2 separate regions of the Rattus norvegicus genome follow, and region 2 is linked to region 1. A link is a contact called in public Hi-C data. All regions are on one chromosome and are shown on one strand. Each heading gives the region's core, a stretch centred on a gene start, on an enhancer-like site or on the middle of the called end of the contact. The rest is flanking DNA. Distances are from core to core; before and after follow the strand shown. Region 1 overlaps Atp8b1 (ATPase phospholipid transporting 8B1). Region 2 holds the start of Nedd4l (NEDD4 like E3 ubiquitin protein ligase).

Evidence for each region. Hi-C and Micro-C count contacts between places; a contact is called where the count stands out from the background.
Region 2: a contact with region 1 is called in a Hi-C map of hepatocytes, with 3 times the contacts expected there. The contact joins the promoter of Nedd4l here to the enhancer-like site in region 1. A contact is called at or near these places in 6 of 12 Hi-C or Micro-C datasets (the A7r5 cell line, the Rat2 cell line, Schwann cells and 3 more) and 1 of 1 datasets of contacts at active chromatin or transcription factors (oligodendrocytes).

Annotation. Positions count from the first base shown.
Region 1 is chr18:60,287,441-60,292,628 of GRCr8, forward strand. It overlaps Atp8b1 (ATPase phospholipid transporting 8B1), which reads right to left. Exons shown (of 27, transcript NM_001106140.1): 26 at 3,701-3,831; 27 at 1,024-1,635. The coding sequence ends at 1,411. Among named protein-coding and RNA genes, the nearest start is that of Nars1, 14 kb to the left of the region's middle. Within about 2 kb of position 2,316, at least 1 of the 93 cell types and tissues checked has an H3K27ac peak or open chromatin away from gene starts, as enhancers often do. A contact at or near this core is called in hepatocytes, where this site is marked.
Region 2 is chr18:60,662,687-60,668,513 of GRCr8, forward strand. It overlaps Nedd4l (NEDD4 like E3 ubiquitin protein ligase), which reads left to right and starts at 1,284. Exons shown (of 31, transcript NM_001401320.1): 1 at 1,284-1,623. The coding sequence starts at 1,576.

The DNA of each region.
Region 1 (5,188 bases), core at 1,066-3,565:
AACCAAACAGTGGAATCATAAGTGCACATACACAACACACACACACACACACACACACACACACACACACACACACACACACACACAATCTCATAGTGTTTTAAGTAAAAGTAACTTTTACCATTTTGGTATTGGACTACATTCATAGTTCTCCTTGGCTAAATGTGGCCACAGGCAGCAGTTTGAATACACCTTTCTATGTTTCATTCTCCTCTGTTGTGGGTAATAGTAACAATGTTCCCATCAACACTCTTGTCCCTGCCCCCCAGAGCCCATCCAGTTAGGAAGGGCTAACTAGTTTGTCTTCCAAAGGAAACCACAAGCAAACTTTCAGTAGGCGTTGTCCTGTCCTTTTCTAGTCAATCTTAAGTGACCCACAATTGTGCATATTTATGGAACACCACGTGATGTTTCTTTTTTTTTTTTGTACCAATATGGGACCTAAGACCCCCAACTCTACCACCAAGCCACAAGGTAGCCCGACATGGGGTGTTCCTCCACATGTGTACATTGTGTAATGTTGACATCACGGTTTGTCCATCTCTTCAGGTATCACTTTGTGTTGAAAACACTCAAATCCCTTTCGTCTAGCATTTCTGAAACACACATTCCATTCTCATCATCTACAGTCCTTTACTGTGCAACAAATGCACTCTTATCTAAATGGAACTTAATACTAGTTGATAACGTCCTCAGCTTTTGAAAATCATTTTTGGAAAAAATTGAAGTAGGGAGTCAAACCACTTGGTAGCCCAGGAAAATACCAACTAGTAAAAACATGGAATCCATTATTTAACCTCGTAGTAAATCAAAACCAGCATGAAATGTTGCCCTTGATCATTCAATCAAGGAAACTTGTTTCGAATTTCGAAAATTGGTAGAAAGAACCAGGGAACCTGATCACCGGGCCTGAAAAAGTCATTAAACCACCTCACATCAGGTGGTAAACATTAGGAACCCGTTGTTACTGCACTCATAAATTAAAAAACAGATTTTCTTTCTTCCTTTTTTTAAAAGTGACAAGCAGAGGGAGGAGTGCGTCTGAGAAATCCATGCTTGAGGCCAGAGATAGGAGAGTGTGATTGTAACTTTGTAGTGTAGTAGTATCCTTCAAGCTGAAAAGGAGACTTTTCTAAATTCTGCCGTCTTCCATTAGGCCTGGATTTAAAAAAAAGAAGCGTTCCCTTTGAATCTCAGCGAGGCAGTCAGCTGAATAACAGGTGGTCTCTTGGCTTTGCTACTGCTTAAGAGCACAATCCTAGAAGTTTATTGAAAAGGTTATTGTCATCAGTGTCACTGTGACAACCTCAGTTTATTTTTTTTTTTTAAAAAGTCCTGAGTTGTTCATTAAAGAAAAAAAAAAAAAAGACATTTTCCCAGAGCTCCGGTCTCTCAGCAGAGCAGTGCCCCTCAGCTCTCCACTGTGCGTCGGTACTCCGCTGTGCCATCTGCGATGATGGCGTCCAGGGGCGAGCGCTTCTTGCGGATGCTGCGGCCAGAGGAGATGAGGTCCGCATAGCCCCTCTGGTGCGAGAAGGCGTAGGCGGAGCGCCGGGAAGATGCTCCCCTCCGGAACACGCTCTGCCGCCGTTTCCACTGCTCTTCGGCCTTCAATCGCTTTCGATGCTTCTGGATCTGGATAAAGAAAACAAGAAGAAACAGATCTGAGATGCACAGGTCGCCTAGCTAATAGAAACTGGGCACTGAGAGGCTTTACAGCCCTATGTATGCGCAAACACCCCCAATTTCTAGACTGACTAACGGGACATAGAGAGCCCAGGAAGTTGGGAACTATTTCCACCATCCTCCAGGTAGATTTTGGAAAACTATTGCCAGGCATTTGATCCCTGTACTCAAAAGGTAGAGGTGTCTTGGAGGTCAGCCTGGTCTGTATCGAAAGTTCCAGAAAAACCAAGCCTCGCACTTTTCATAAGTGTAGTGGCTATTTCCTGTCAACTTGACACAAACTAGAGTCATTTGCGAAGAAATGTTCATTAAGAGGATGCCTTCATCAGATTGGCCTGTAGGCAAGTCTATAGGGCATTTTCTTGACTAATGGTTGATATGGGCGGACTCTGTCTAATGTGAGGGTTCCACCCCTGAGCGGATGGTCTCTGGTAGGTAAGAAAGTAGGCTGAGCAAGCCACAGGGAACAAGCCAGTGAGCAGCTCCCATTCAGTTCCTGCTTTAGTTTCTGATGCCATCGTCCTGCCTGACCTTCTGTCCTGGCTTCCCTTGGTGGTAGCTTGTGACCTGGGAATCATACTGTGAAGTAAACCTTTGCTACCCCAATGTTGATTTGGTCGTGCTGCTTATCAGAGCAACAGAAAGCAAACTAGGCCACTAAAGCTAACATTCTCTGTGAGTCCCAGGGCAGACTGGTACGTGTTGACAAATCTCAAAGGCATGTTACAGCATAGCCTGTCTGTCTGTCTGTCTGTCTGTCTCTTGCTTGTTTCTCTCTCTCTCTCTCTCTCTCTCTCTCTCTCTCTCTCTCTCTCTCTCTGTGTGTGTGTGTGTGTGTGTGTGTGTTCACATGTATAGGTGCTTGTGCATGTGTGTATACATAGCTAGGAGGCTAGAGATGGATGCCTGGTGTCTCCTTCAATCTCCTCTACCTTAATTTTGGAGACAGGATGTGTCACAGAACCAATTCTGGAACTCAAAAATTCAGCTACACTGACTGGCCAGCAAGCCCCAGGAATCCTCCTACCCCCACCTCCTCAGGTGCAGGGTGCCAGGTGAAGTCGTTTGTGTGTGTGCTGGAACCCAAACTCAAGTCTTCGTTCTTGCACTTACAGAACCGAGGTCCTATCTCTTCTCTTGTTTACCAAACACTATCGACTGTCAGTGATCCCCTGGGCACTTGCTTACCTAACATCCACCCTCTCCTTTCTACAGGATGCTGATTTAGACCCCTTCTCTCTACAGTAACATTCTTCATAAGACAGGGGGTGTTTTATCTTGTTGGCCTTTAGTTCAACGTGCAGCCTGATTCTGACAAATGACATCTGAGAAAAGTGCATGTTCAAAGTTCCCAGGATCCTGAGGAAAAGGATGGAGGTCTGGTCCCCATTTATGATGCCAGGAACTGCTGTGGCCATCTTATAGCATGAGATGAAACTAATAAGGAAGATACTCCCCTCAGGAGAGCGATGGGAAAAGCAATGTTAAATTGCTCAACAACGGGACCTGAAGTCTGCTAATCATTATGCAAGGGGAGATGACACATTATTTTTGAGACATTGATTGTCTTATCAGCTATGACATTTCGCTTTAACTAAGGAGGGTAGGTGGGGGTAGATGAGGGGTGGGGAGGACCCTCTCAGAGGCAAAGGAGAGGGGAAATTGGATAAGGAAGTGTGGGAGTGGGAACCGGAAGGGGTGGCAACATCTGGAATGTAAATAAATGAGATAATTAATTTAAAAAAAAGTGGGGGTGGTCAGGGAAGAAGCCCAAACCATTTGCATAGCAAAATGTTAACATAATTGTAAAACTGAAGGGACGAAACATGCTTCCCTGAACAAATGTCTGAAGGTTCACAATCCCTCACGATGGAATTAAAGGGAAAGAGTGGAAGGACAAATTTCTTATCAGCCTTCCCACACAGGTTCAGCAGGAAAGGAAGTAACGGGGAACGCATTGAATCCCGGGAATGACGCTCCAGTAGGAGGAGGGTAGGCCTGCATCTCTGTGTACCTTATCACTTTCTGATGGCCAGATGGTCATTGACAGGAAACGGATGGCGACGACAGGTAACAAGCAAACTGCAACCGTCAGGATGATCGTCAGCCAAATATACGGCTGTCTCAGGGCATTGGAAGCCGTACCTGGAACAATATCACGGCAACATTCACAGAGGTGCTTCTAGCTTAAGGACAGGGTTAGCCTTCCATATGCTCAGCAGACACCTTAGGTAACAGTTTATAACGTTTCATTATCTCCCCACACTGCTCCAGAAATGACATCTTTTCTTCCGTTTGCAGATTTTGTTTTTGAGACAGGGTCTCACCCTGGACCCTTCAGGGTGCAGGGATTGCAGATAGGATCCACTATGCCCTGCCAGGGATTCACTGATGTTGTTTGGTTTGGTTTTTTTCAAGACAGGGTTTCTCTGTACATGCCTGGCTGTCCAGGAAGTTGATCTATAGACCAGGCTGGACTTGAACTCATGGAGATCAACCTGTCTCTTCCTCCCAAGTGCTGGGATTAAGGGCATGCACTAGCATTGCCTGGCAGGAATGCATATTTTAAAAACCAAGATCCAGCAAAGTAAAAAAAAGGTCAACTGTCTGCTACAAGCCATAAGAAGGAGGAGGATGCTTTTGTTAATGCTTCATCATCAGACAATGGAAAATTAGAGCGGGGACAGGACATCACAGGTAGAGCACGAGTTTTTTTTTTTTTTTGGTTCTTTTTTTTCTGGAGCTGGGGACCCAACCCAGGGCCTTGCGCTTCCTAGGCAAGCGCTCTACCACTGAGCTAAATCCCCAACCCCAGAGCATGAGTTTTGCAAGCACTAGGTGCTTGGGATCATTTGGCAGTAGAGAGCTCCAGAAAAAAAAATGTTAAAAACTAGGCAGTTTCTAGCTTCTAGTTTTGTCCAAAAACTCTACACATTTGTCACTAAAACTGGCAGCCCACAGCGTCTTATATAGGTCATGCCTTTCAATCTACTCTGAGGTGGGAGCTGAGCCAGCTCCTCTGAAGCCACACCAGGTGTTGAGAGCTTAGTAAATTTGCCTAAGAAAACACAAGTAGCCAGGGCAGCCCCAAGATCAAAACCCACTGTGTGACCGGAGCCATGTTCATGGCCACAGGAGTTGGTGATTTTATGATGTAAGCAGATGATCAGATACTCTTCCCCAACATCTAGAGGTAGTTTTATCGCAAAGCTTTCAGTGCTTTATATACTTTATATATGAGTTCATGAAATTAATTTTTAAATTTTAAAACCTTTTATCTTTTTTAAAATCAGCACACAAGGTATCGTATTTCTTTTGGCGTTGTCCCCCCCTCCAGTGGGTTTTGGTCACCTACCTCCCACTTTCCACCCTACTGCTGTTCTTCAGACCCTACAGAACCTCTTCCCCACTTGGTGTCTTTTGCTTTTCCACACCCCATGCATTCTTTGCCTATTTCCATCTTCCCTGTCATCTATTTTTACCCTCTCTTATTCTCCTTTCT
Region 2 (5,827 bases), core at 34-2,533, 370 kb after region 1:
TATGTTTGGGGCTGGTGCAACATCCTTCGTTTTGATTTGCAGGTGCACAGCAAGTACTTGGCCGCTTAGCAGGGACAGGCGAGCTGAGTCAGTTGATCTTGTGAGTTCTCTCTTCCTTCAGTGAAAATCCTAAGCACCCAGACAATACCAGACACTCTGGTGCTTTCTATTTAAAGACAAACAAAATGTTCTTCCTGTTTTCTTTTCTAATTTACCACTGCACTCAACATTTAAATTTAAGGAGCAAACGGCTTCCTTTTTTTTTTTTTTTTTTGGGACAGTGTCTCTCTGTATAGCTGATTGTCCTGAATTTACCATGCAGACCTAGCTGTTCCTCGAACACACTAAGATCCGGTCTGCCTCTGCCTCCCGGGTGCTGGGATTAAAGGCACGCCCCGCCACGCCCCTCTCCTAGGAAAGACTTCTTGAAAAAAGTAGAGTGACGAATTCCTAAACATCGAAGGATTAAATGAAGGGCTTGCTAGAGAAACTCCCTATCTGGAACGTGGGAAGATTCCTACGGTGGCTAATAAGACATCTCCATCGTTTGCGTTTGTAAAGGACAAACTTAAACTTGAATTTGGTATTTCACGTTGTGCCTCACAAAACGAGCTTTTATCAAAGAACTAGGCAGCCGGTTTCAAGTGGGTGGGTGTGTACTTAGCGCGGGCGCAGAGTTGGTTTTGTTCCCAGTTGAGTTGACACCAGCAATGGCGACTCACGGCCACACCGGGGCAGCCTCTCCAAGGCTGGCCGCCCGGCCAGGAAAATCGCTTTGGTGAGCTGAAGCTCTTAGCCAAGTCTGGCCTGCCATAGCTGCCAAGAATTTAAAGGGGGTCTAGAAACATGCATCTTCGCTCTTTTTTAGAGCTCCTGGAGACTCTGTGTTAAAAAGGAAAAAAGAAAAAGAGAAAAAGACGGGCATAGTGGTTTTGTTGTTGTTTCACGGTGTCTTCACGGTCCCCTAAGGTCCACTCTACGGGTACCCAAAACAGAAAGAAGCGGGGCAAGAGGAGGGTCAACCCGGCAGGCCCAGCCCGCCAGGGCGCGCCCCAGCTCAGCACTGTGCGCCGGGTGACCCAGGAGGCGCGGGGGTGGGGTGGGCGTGGGGCGAAACACCACCACCCCCGCGGCCCGCCCCCCAGCCCGGCCTGTGATTGGCTTGGGGGGCGCGAGTGCCCGCCCCGGCGAGCGGGAGGGTCCCCTTGGGCGCCGGGCGGCGCAGGCGGGGCGGGGAGAGCCGGCCGGGCGGAGCAGGCGAGGGGCGGGCGCGCGGGTCCCGGGGATCGCCGAGCGGGCTTGGGGGAGGCCGGGAGAGCCATCAACCGGGGCGGGAGCCCGGCGGGCTCAGCACAGAGAGGGGAGAGCTCCGGGCCAGCTGCCGTTCGGCGCGCTCTCGGAGCCGCCAGTCCGCGCGTCTCCGCAGCCTTCCGGGAGGAAGCGGCGCCGCGGCCGGGTGCAGCCTCACCTGCCGGCCCTTCCCCGCCGGGCGGCGCAGAAGGACAGAGGGTCGCGGCCCCGCGACGCACTTCAGCCCGTCGCAGCGTCTAGGACCCCGCGCGGGACGCCGGCTCCATGGCGACCGGGCTCGGGGAGCCTATCTACGGACTTTCGGAAGAGGAGGTGAGTTCCTGCCCAGAGCGCTGTGAGGAGGGGACAGGGCCCACTCTGCTGTGAGCGTCCCCCGCCAGCAGGGGCTTCGGGACTACGGGTGATCCCGAGCGGTCCCGGGCAGTGGGTGGCTTGGTCCTCCCTCTTCACCCGGGCGGTGCGCTTCGCCCGTGGCTCTCGGGGTGGGCGGAGGCCGCGTGCGCCGCTGCCCCGCGGGTCCCTTTCCTCTGCAAGCTGTCTCTCGGGGCGGTTGGGCAACTTTTCTGGACTACGCTCCTGCAACCCGGAGTCCGTGACGTGTGTCACGTCTAGGTGGCCGCAGGGGTCTTTGCGTGGTGCCGGCGATCTGGGGGCTGCTAAGGAGCCTAGTGGTGTCTTCCCCCGGGACTTTTCTTGCTAATGGGCGCTCCGTAGCAGATGTGTGCAGATCCCGGCAAGAGTGAGGGACACCGGAGAGTTGCGTGCGGCTGACCCTGCTCTTGCAAAGTCTGGAGCTGGGATTGTGTGTTTCAGAGTCTCTTATTTTGGTGTGTGGAGGTGATCTGGGGAGGAGGCAGGTGCTGCAGGAAACTTAGGGGAAGCTTGCAACCCTGCCATTTCTCTCCGGTCCGGAGGATTCAAAGCCCGGCATCTCTGGGGTGGGTGGAGAGAAGAAAGCTCCATTGATCTCTTTTATTAATAAAACGAATGAAATAAGCCACACCCCCAAACGGTCGGTTTGACTGGAGAGGGCTTTGTTTTTAAAAACCCTACTCGCTCATCGCGGTCCCCACTCCCCCTTTTGAAACGATCCTGCTAAATCACTGCTCAGCCCTCACTCGACCAGCCATTCTCGACTCTTATTGGTGTGTTGCTCTGCCAAAAAGGGGGGTGGGAGGCCTGTCGCGGGCGCGGAGTGACAGGCAGGCTGGATGGAGCAGGTAGGAGTGGTTCACCATCTGGCGGGGTGCGCGCCCAGGTCTGGCTCCCCTTTCGAGAGGTGAATTTACAACCCATGAAGCATTACTCAGCAGGGAGGTATTTCCTATCCTGGTTGTGCATTTCATGAAAAGTGGATGCCTGGAAATTTGGGCTTTCTCGGTCTCTCTTACCCTCCCTCCTTTCTTTCTGAGGTTCCCTCTTTCTCTGGTGATGGGGGTGGGGTTTAAAGGGAGTCTATTATCTGAGACAGGCTCACGTTGTGGCTTTGCTTTTTCCCTGCTGGCATGGGGTGTGTGTGTGTGTGTGTGTGTGTGTGTGTGTGTGTGTGTGTGTTCTACCTAAGTGTGGAATGAAATGGGTATCTTGTGGAAGGCAGGGCGTGTAGGGGTTGATTTTATTTTATTTTTTGATAGTGCTGGATAAGCTTACTGGACTGCTTGTGATCAAAGAATGATCACAATGCAAGTAATGTGTGGTGTGTTTCTGATTTGCTTGTGTAGAATAAATTGTGTGTGTGTGTGTGTGTGCGCGTGCAGTCACCTGGAGATGGGCAAAAGTAGAATTGTTTTGTTTACCTAGGGGAGTCTCCTCCTAGCTCCTTATCTGGAGCTGGAGAGCAGTCAGATGTCTTGAGGTGCTGAGATTCTGCCCTTCCTAAACAAAGGGCTTCCTGGGTGAGGTATCAAGGGAGTTGAAGACAGCTGTGTTTCATCTTAGATTCTCTTTAATTTTTTTTTTAAAAAATAACAGGATTATTTTTAAAAGCTCCTTGAAAGGAACATTTTGAGACTGTTTTGGAAAATGTATCTGCATAAAGGAATTCTTTCTGTCACTGTTGCGTCCATCTCTGCTTTGTTTACCATGACAGCCTGTGACAGAATCCACCTCAGGGCGCATCTTGCCACTTTTGTTTTCCAGAGAATCCCTGTAGATCTTGACCGGTGTGGGGTGTGAAAGTGGAGAGCACAGACACGGAACCGAGTGTGTGTGGGCTCGCCTGTGACTCTCCCCTCCTCCTGTTATCAGAGGGACTGGATAGGGGATAGAATACACAATTTATCTGGGTATCGCCTTGCTATTGACGGTTCTGTTTAGTTACACACATCACATATGACACAAAATAAGCCTCACCTACCTCTTTTCATTTTTCTCTTACCAATAGACAATGGATGCCTTCATATTTCTAAGGTATCTGTTTGGTATGGGAGGTTTCTTTCTGTTCAGGGGGGCCCTTGAAGACAGGCAGAATGCCTTTGTATAATATTAATATCGATTTATTAAATGTATTTGGTTTGTCTCCGGAATTAGTCTGGAAGCAAACAAAGGCCAGCAATTAACAGGCTCTGGATGTGGAATGCCCAAGCACCTCAGGCTTGCCAAGTGTTAAAAAGGGTGTACCAGTGGGCCACAAGTATCACGCGAGGGTGCTTGTTTAGCTGTAGAAAGGAGTCCACTTATAAACCTCTCTGCAAGTGGAGGGTACCCAGGGTTTCCTTGTGAGTAGACTTGTGTTTATATTTGATGGTGCCAGAAAGCATTCTGCATTTGGAATGGACTTAGTCATGCCCCGTCTTATAAAGCACTGGCGAGCTCTGTACTGTCTGTCAAGCATAGTGCCAATCTAGAACCTAGCAAGATAGCAGAGCCAAGATGCTGCTGCTTGGGGTCATCGGGCTGAGGTCTGGCTAGTATACACATGTATATGGGAGAATGGTTGGGATGTAGGTTTTGCTCCTGTGGGCATACATGCCACACAGCTTTTTGCCACGCTTTGCAGCTGAATGTCTTCGGGTGATTTAGAATTCATATTCACTCTTATTTAAATCATTTCGGTTTCGGGAACCAAAATCAAAAGCTCCCTCCGTGGAGTTTGGGTGCTGAAAGGGATTGGGTAATGAACAGCAGTTCTTATTCACGGCTGAGGATCAGATTTGGTTTTGAATCAGAACGGCTTGGACTAGTTTCTGCAACTGGCCTGGGTCCTTGAAGAGCCTTCTTCTTGTTGGTACTTAAAATTGTGGCCATCTGAGGGCCTGCTGGCATGGTTTACTCAAGACTGCTATTGTTACTTTTTTGAAGTGTTTCATTACACCTGAGACAGGGGTCTTCTCTGGGTCGGGGAGAGTTTCTATTGGATTCAGGGTTTCAATGACAACCGTTTGAAAAGATGCGCTGTGGTGTCCCAGCACTTAGGGAGCTGAAGAAGGGCCGGTGAGCTTGAGGCCAGCCTCGACTAAATGCCAACAGACAAACCAAGAAGCAAACATCCACAACCCAAAAACAAACAAAATGATGGGATATGTCACTTAGCATATTTTTGGTGGCTCGAATGAGGCAAATGGCCGGAGCTGGAACTTGGAATGTGTCTCTCATTCTGTACAAATAAGGCTACGCAAGTACCAAGCCTTAAGCATATGGCATCTAACTTCCGCTTCATTAGAGACCCTACGGTACGCTGTTATTTCTGGCTGAGGAATGGAAGCTAAGAGCGCTTAAAAAAAAAAAAACCTGCAGGAAAGACATGCAGCGAGTGAGTGGACCCGTCGGTCCCACAGCCCTAGTTCTTAAGGTGTGAGGACGGATCTCCCTTTTCTTCAAAGCATCTTGAAAGGTTTTCACAGTTAGGTTATTCTTCGTGATAGTGGCAAGTGAGCTAACCATTGTGGGTTGCATTCAAACACTCCTTAACCAGAATGGCCTACCTGCCCTCGTTAGTGCGGTCTCCATACTGTGTTAAAGCTTGGGAGAGTTCATGAAAAAAAGGTGAGACATCTAGCTTCTCTGGGTCATGTTCTCACCTGGAAACAAAGTAGCCGTGCGTGCCTCTCCTGTGTGGCAGTGTGTGCAGTTGATGCAGTCAGCTCTCTTCTCCAGTGCCTTTTGGGTCTTTACTGATTTGTATATCATTATAAACTTGCTAATGAACACTTAAGGATAACTTGGCCACAGATAGCATATTGGTTTCATTCTAAGGGCAGGGTCCTCTTAAGATGCATCATGATTTTATATGCCCAAAACTAATATTGTTGTCCTAGTAAGACTGGCTGTCAATTTTAGGAAGTTATCTTTATTTCATAGATGTTAAAATATGAAACAAGGATGTTTCGGAACCGATGAGTACTATTGATTAGAAAATCCCAGTGATTTACTCCAAGCTTTAGGTCTACTTTAGAATGTGTATTAATGGAACATTTTTCCCTGTTCTTTGCCAGGATGTTTGGGCTTGAACTCAGGGCTCTGTGTATAAAGTAAATGCTTCTCTGCTGAGGTCGCAGCTCTAGATTAGCACTTTCAA